2 separate regions of the Pan troglodytes genome follow, and region 1 is linked to region 2. The links are chromatin contacts, called in public HiChIP or PLAC-seq maps. All regions are on one chromosome and are shown on one strand. The core of a region is the stretch at or near the end of the contact, and the rest is flanking DNA. Distances in the headings are between cores, read along the strand shown.

What was found. HiChIP or PLAC-seq counts read pairs in DNA pulled down with a chosen protein or histone mark.
Region 1: an H3K4me3 HiChIP or PLAC-seq map of stem cell-derived excitatory neurons shows a contact between it and region 2, with 5 times the contacts expected there. The contact joins the promoter of NEK5 here to the promoter of DHRS12 in region 2. A contact is called at or near these places in 2 of 7 Hi-C or Micro-C datasets (blood and stem cell-derived neural progenitor cells), 1 of 1 datasets of contacts at active chromatin or transcription factors (stem cell-derived excitatory neurons) and 1 of 1 other capture datasets (stem cell-derived neural stem cells).

What each region holds. Positions count from the first base shown.
Region 1 is chr14:57,712,470-57,715,940 of NHGRI_mPanTro3-v2.0_pri, reverse strand. It overlaps NEK5 (NIMA related kinase 5), which reads left to right and starts at 2,078. Exons shown (of 24, transcript XM_009427003.5): 1 at 2,078-2,166.
Region 2 is chr14:57,385,522-57,389,141 of NHGRI_mPanTro3-v2.0_pri, reverse strand. DHRS12 (dehydrogenase/reductase 12) reads left to right here and starts at 1,706. Exons shown (of 9, transcript XM_024348549.3): 1 at 1,706-1,795. The coding sequence starts at 1,740. It overlaps LOC101059796 (a long non-coding RNA gene), which reads right to left and starts at 1,650. Exons shown (of 2, transcript XR_008538687.2): 1 at 1,048-1,650.

The DNA.
Region 1 (3,471 bases), core at 829-3,328, 330 kb before region 2:
AACTTCTCTCCCTGACAATGAGAAAACTGGCTTGTACCATCCGCCATCTGCTTAGCTGTTCAATCCTAGTCTATTTGTAAAGCAGTTTCCAAATCATTAACCCATACTCCTGGGAGAAACAAATTTACCAACTAAGGTACAGAGTTTATATATCTTTCCTATTGTCTCATGGTTTCCAGTCAAATACCATTTCCCAAAATTACTTGGGTTAGCTCTTTGAAATTAGCTTACCACTCTCTTGAAGATTTTTCAAGTTAAAGCAGGCATGGATAGTTTTAAGGATATTTCCAGGTACTCAGCTTCCATATATACTGTATTCCATACCTCTTAGTCATCTTCAATCTTGGCATTGCCCAAGGGCATAAACATTTCAAAACCATCAAACAAAAAAAACTTGAAATTATGTACAGTTACTGAGAGACTGGATAAGTATTGGACAATAAATCCTTTTCAAAATCAGAATGGCTTATGGGGTTTTGCTTTTAATAAAATTTCAGAAGACTAATGGAATTATCAGTTCATGATTATAAACCAGTTTTGGTGACAGATTACTATATGATTCTTGAGATACAACTAGACAAAAATTGAGGGACACTTTTAACAAAACTTTTCATTCCTATGTACTTATTTCTCAGCACTTACAGCCTTAAGAAAATGGAAGAGAATCAGTGTTAAACTTCATTGTAGCAAGAAGTTAGCATTCATGTATGGATACAGGAACTAACGGTGCATGGGAAGCCCATCCAGGTCTTAAAGAGATGAATTTTCAATACAATTTTATTTTTTATATTTAATAATTATCAGTATTGTGATACATTTTATTGTGATCAATTGTGTAGTACTAGTAATTTTAACAATTTAATCCAGAAAAAATAAAATTCTATGAGCAGGAAATATAAATTTCCATTTCTATACTTCTTTCAGCAGTATGATAGGATGATCAATAAGACTTTCAAGTATGAAAAAGATAACTGAGGTAAAATTCTATCAGGAAAGTAGAATGAAGATATGATTTAATGAAGCAAGTCTAAGAATTCTAGGGAGGAAATTTGGGTGTGGTCACTGACACATGTAATTAAACAAAAACAAGTAGATCATATACCTACTAATATTTTGAGGGAATTTCACTGCCAAAGAAACAAACATTGGATATTCCAACTGCTAAACAACTTTTGGACTCCTGCTACGGGCTGCATTCACCCCCGCCGCGGCCACCCCCAATTCACAGACTGAAATCTAACACCAATAACTAATAATGAGACTGTATTCGGAGACAGAGACTTTAAAGATGCAATTAGATCAAAATGAGGCCTTTAGTTCAGCCCTAATCCAACTTGACTAGAGTGCTTACAAGAAGAAGAAATTTTTTGTGGCGGGGACGGGGAGGGGGCGGCGGAGAGATGATTTTAAGAAGGAAAAGTAATGATGTAAACTTACGATTTTTAAGAGTTTTTTGTGGGGTTTTTGTGTGTGTGTGTGTGAGATGGACGATGGAGGGTACCATATTACTGTAGTGTTTCGATTCAATTGGATATATTTAACTTGCGTCATTATTTACAATTGCTGAAAATTAACATTTTTTTCAACTACTTAAACATTTTAGACAGCAGCTTGATGTGCAAATCCAGAATGAGGCAGGGTGGGATGGGCACTGGGCGTGCGTGCAGACGCTTGGGCAGCGCCGGTTTCGTTAGAAAGTCCCTTGGCAGGCCGCCGCTGTGGCCCAAAGAGTAGGAAGCCGTTCCAGTCTCACGTCCACCTTTTGGCAATATCTGAGACCTTGTACAAGAAACACTCTTCCTGTCTCAGTTTAGCTCATTTGTAAAACTGGGAGACTACTGCCTTGAGGGGTTGTAAAGAAAAGAGAGAACGTTTGCGAAGCGTCTGGTGCACCTTAAGCAAGAGCGGGGAGCGCTACTGTAGACTGCAAAGCAAAGGAATCCCGACCCAAGGCAACGGGACGGTTGCGGGGTGACTCTGCCGGGTCTCCAAACTCCCTGGCGCCTGACCCTGCCTCGAGGTGGCCTGGTCCCCAGGCCATTCCAGACCCGCGCCCCGCCCGCGTTTCCTTGCGCGGCTCCGCCCCGGCCGCAGGGAGGCGCAGCGGCCCTGGGAACCCGGATCCTTCCGGGACGCTTCGTTGGCCCCGCGGAGCCGGCGGAGCAGGTACGCTGCAGGGGCCGCCCTTAGTTCTTGCCCGGAGCCGCCACAGGGCTTCGGGAGCCGGGCAGGGTGGGGGAAAGGGATGGAGTCTCGGCCTGGGGCGGCGGGGGCGGCCCAGAAAAGGCCTAGCGTCCTGGGCTGTGTGGGTGTAGCGTCCAGGGCACGTCGGTCTCTATGGCAACGCTCCACACGCGGAGGTCGGGTACGGGTAAGCGTCTTGCCACCCACCCGCGGCCGCTTTTCCAGGGGCGGCCCTAGGGGAGAAGGAATTTTCCTAATTTGGGGGCTTCCACCCTTTGGTGCCACTTGGGCGGGAGGGTCGCGGGCCTCCCGAGGGCGAGTCACCCCCGGCCCCAAGTCCGTATGCGTCTCTCTCAGAACCCGATCCTCCGGTGTCTGCAGCCTCTCCTGGCTGCGGAGCTGGTTCCCAGCCCCCTGCAACCCAGTACCGACTTCCCACCCTGACATAAAATTATTCGAAAACAAGCCCCCTGCTCACCCCATTAACAACAACAACAAAACTGTATTATGCCCTAACTGTAGCATAAAGAGGAAATAGAAGGAAAGCAATAAGTAAGAAAGTACATATTTCAATCTGAAAATGCTTGGCACTACTACCCTTGGAAAATGTAGAGAAGTAGCCAGTAGCCGCGCCTGGGGAGTCGCCTGAACGTGACGGCAGCAAATGCAGATTGTTGGGTCTCCGGGACCAGGAGCAGCGTGGCCAGTGAAGCGCGTGGTTTTCCCAAATGGTGAACAATTCTTGGTAAACCTCCAAACCGAAGTGCAATCAAGCCTTGATTTACATGTAGTTGCATTCCTCGAAAAAAAAAGAAGCGTTCATTAAAACTGCAAAAATACTTAGCATTTCGATGTAAAATAGAGTTTGGTTCTAGCCACAAACGGATTTTTCCACGCACAGGAATGTATAGGAAGACTCTCCAAGATTGTAGGGCCGCGGGGTAATCCTTTATTGTGCGGGACTGTCTCTCGAATCGCAGAATCCTACCATCTCAGGCCCCAACCACCTGTAAACCTCATGCCTCTGAATCTTGGGGAAACAGCTTCCCCACCCCCATATATTTCCAGAATTCCCCCTAGGGGGCAGTACGTCCCCACTAAGAAAGGCTGAACTATAAAAGTGCACAAGCCTAAGGACATTCCTGCTTTATAAACGTGCGAAACACCGGATATAGTATCTTTCATTCTCAGAACAAACTTGCAAAACAGGTATTGTTATTCCATTTTAGAAATTAGGAAAGTGAGGTTTTGCCAGGTTAAGTGACTTACCCGAGAATACAGGGCAAA
Region 2 (3,620 bases), core at 457-2,956:
GGTTTGGCTTTTCCTAAGACCTCCTCTTTAAATGTATATAATGTATACACTAACTACCTCGTGGATGCTTGATTTGAGGCTAACACTGGACACCTCATGCCCTCATGGAAATTTCTTGAATGTACACTGCATGGGTGTAAGCGCAGGGGAAAAAGGAATGAGAAGAAAACTTAAGGAGGGAAACCAACACTTCTGATCACTTCGTATGAAACTAAGCTCTTTATAATGAATGCCTTTAATCACAACCACCCCACGAGGTGCGCATATTCATTCCCATTTTACATATTAAAAAACCAAGACTGAGGGCGTATGCAGCATGCTCAGGTTCACCTGGCTAATGCAGAGAGCTGGGTTTGCAGCCACACTTTTACTTCAAGGGGCTGCTGACACCCTCCAAGAGACTTGGTGGTTCAAAACTATTTCTCATCCCCTCTCTGCGAGCCAAAAGCCTATTTCCTGAGGTGTTCAGAGAGATTCAGAGCAGATTGACACCTTTTCCATCACTGACACAAAGAGGAGGGTATAAAAAACAGTATGTAGCCCTGGGGATCTAAAATATTTTCCCAGCCAAATCGGACAGGCATTGAAAGTCACACCAGGCTGGGGTGGTTTTACAAAATGCCACTTGTTTAAATTTCCTTTCATCACTCTGTCAGGAATAACAGCAACGTAGTGGAGCCTCAGAGTCCTGTTTAGAGGGGCGAGCTGTTCCGGGGAAATTTATTTCAAAAGTTATTCTGAAGTAAAAACTTGCCCACTGTGGAGTGAGGTTGGACAGTGATCCTATATCCTAGGTAATGAGGCTATTAAAGCAGCTGGTCTCTTCAGCTTATGTAAGTGGGGCCCAGTCTCTGGGCGACTTGGGTAAACCGGTATAGAATTTAACAGGGTGACTAGGAGTGACAGCAGCAGTAAGACCCCCATTTCTAATGTGGCGTTAGGGTTGGAGGTTAGATGTGGACAGGGGTGTCTGAGTCCTACATAATGGGGCTGGATGACTAGTCTGAGATCTGGGTTCACGCAGCAACCACACTCTTTTTTACTCACACTGTTCATCTGGGCTTGGGTGGAAGGAGGCTGATGAGGATTTGGGGGAAATCAAGGGGCTCTCCCTGGCATTGCATGAAGTCGCAGAACCAGTGGCAAAAGTCCAACTTTGGAGACAATTACTTCTCGGGTGGGAGTCCCAGCCCTGCCTCTTGCCTGCGATGTCGCCAATCTGACTGCGCTTGCTGGAGACGGGAAATGTGGCACGGCACTGCATCCCCCAACACGTGTAGAAACTTAGAGAATGCCAGTTATTAAAATAACCCTTATGATAACACCAATTCGATGCAGAAGTCTTTTAAATATCATAAGCCTCGTCGTTTTATTCCACATGGTTTTCTAGGTAACCAAATTCTAGGAGGTGCGCTTCAGGGCCATCTTCGCATCCCGGCCATGCCCAGCAGGACGGTGTTCTCTAAACGGCGCTGATGCCCGATTTCAACCCCGAGGAGACTGCGGACCTCGACTGCGGCCCCCACCAGGGCCAGTCCGCCCTCACTCCACCCTCTGAGGCTGGGGCGGAGTCGACCGGCCGGCCCCGAGACCCCTTGCCTTACCGGTGGAGCAAGGACCCGGAAGCCGCGGCTCTTACATAACCGGGATGATGTCAGGGCGGGCGACTCCCGGGGGGCGGGACCAGGGCGGAGGCCGCGCCGGGAGCGCGGCGGGGCTAGGCGTGGGGCGCGCCCGGCATGTCCCTGTACCGCAGCGTCGTGTGGTTCGCCAAGGGGCTGCGCGAGTACACCAAGTAAGGCGGCGCGGCGGGGCGCGGGGCCCCGGGCTGTCACGTGGCCCGCCTCGGCGCGGGCGAGCAGGGTTGGCGGGGACGCGCCCGCGGCTCCTTCGCCCTCTCGCTGGGCCGACTAAGCGTGTCCAGAACGACGGGTGCGCCCGCCGTCTAGCGACCCACGGCTGGGCGTGGGGCAGTCGCCAGACTCCAGCCGCTCAATGCCCGCCACCGAGACTGGCGCCCGAGGGGCGGGGCTGTGGCGCGCCCAAGCCCAGGGCCGTCCCACTGACGTCAGGCGGCCCCGGCGCCAACGAGCCTCTTGGGCGGCACCTCGGCGCCCCGCTGGGTGTGCTCCTGGAAGTGTCTTCGTGGTGCTGCTGGCGGCGTCAGATAGGGCTGGATCTAAATCGCTAGCCAAGGCTCTGTCCTAGTGCCTTTGGATGTGTTTCCTTTAAAAAGATGCAGCACCTGGACTGCGACCTTTGGCTCCAGCTGGAACTTTCCAGCCTGGGTTTCCAGCCAGTGTGGCGGTGCACCCAGTGTGTGCTTCTGGGGAACGGTGCGTGGTGGTTTCGTCGCCCCGTGACCACGCTCAGTGTGCCCTAGTTGGCTCTCCACCTCATTGTGGTTTTAAGAGGTGACAGGTTCCTGTGACGGAGGAGAGATGGAGGTTTTCTCTTAGAATTGATTAGGCTAACCGCTGGTTCTCAACCCTGTCTGCACATCAGAATCACTGGGCGAGAATTAAAAGTACCCAGTTTTCAGGCCCCATCCCTACAGATTCTGATTTAGTGGATCTGCATAGGGGCCTGGACTGGCATTTCATCCAAATGCCCCAGGTGATTCTCACCTCTGAGAAGCTTCTCCCTGCACTGGGGCTTTATCAGTTCCCACGGCAACCTGGCCAGCACTCCTAGGGGAGGTAGGAGTTGCAACTCCCTGCTCTTCACCCCGCATCGTTTTGGAGAAGGTTCAGCTCTGTCTCAGGAGCCCCTGCTGCAGAGAATGGTGGGGAGTGTAGTCGTGAGCCCTGTCCCACAGTTTTTAGGGGAATACAGTGGCAGCCTCTTTCTTTCAAAGGGGTGTCCTCTGGCAATGACCATTAATTGCTGGATCTTTCCACATTACACAGCATGAAAGCTTAAGTCAGTTTCCAACCGGGGGTGGGCCCCAAGGAAAGCAGACTGTAAAAATTTCTCCCAGGACTCTTTCGCTCTGATTTCCCCACCTTGAGGGAAGGTAGAAGTGAGGCCAAGGGGCCCAATCCACCACAGATTGGTGGGGGAAGGGAGGGAGGGGAAGGCAGTTGGCAAAGTTAGATGGGTTTTCCTGCTGTTGTGGATTTAGTGAATAGGAGAGAAAAACAACAACCTTGTTTTGACTTCCATGTGAGAGCGCGGAGTTAGAGTTTACAACGTTTCTCTCGGCACAAGGATTTTTATAAAGCCTCCCTATATTGGGCTCCTAAGGCAGGAGGATCTAATCACTGTTTCCTAAACTTTGCTGAACCTAATAATTCCCTGGGGCAGTTTTAAACAGACTCCTAAACCCTGGGCAAGTGTGGATGGGTCCTAAGCAAATTTCATATTTGGGTAAATTGAGGGTGTGGGGAGACACAGATACCTGCCAGCTTCCTCCTCCCCATCCCTGTCACCTCAGCTTCAGGAAACAGTAAGTACAAATGTCCTCTCAGCTTGAGTCAAAATCACTGGCAAGGCACATGATACCACAGGTTGCCAAGCAATCACTTCTGAGTCAGTAGGCAGGGCATTTCCAACAGGTTTCCAGGTGATGCTGATGCAGCTTGTCTGGGGACTGCCCTTTGGCACCGAGGCTGGGTGTT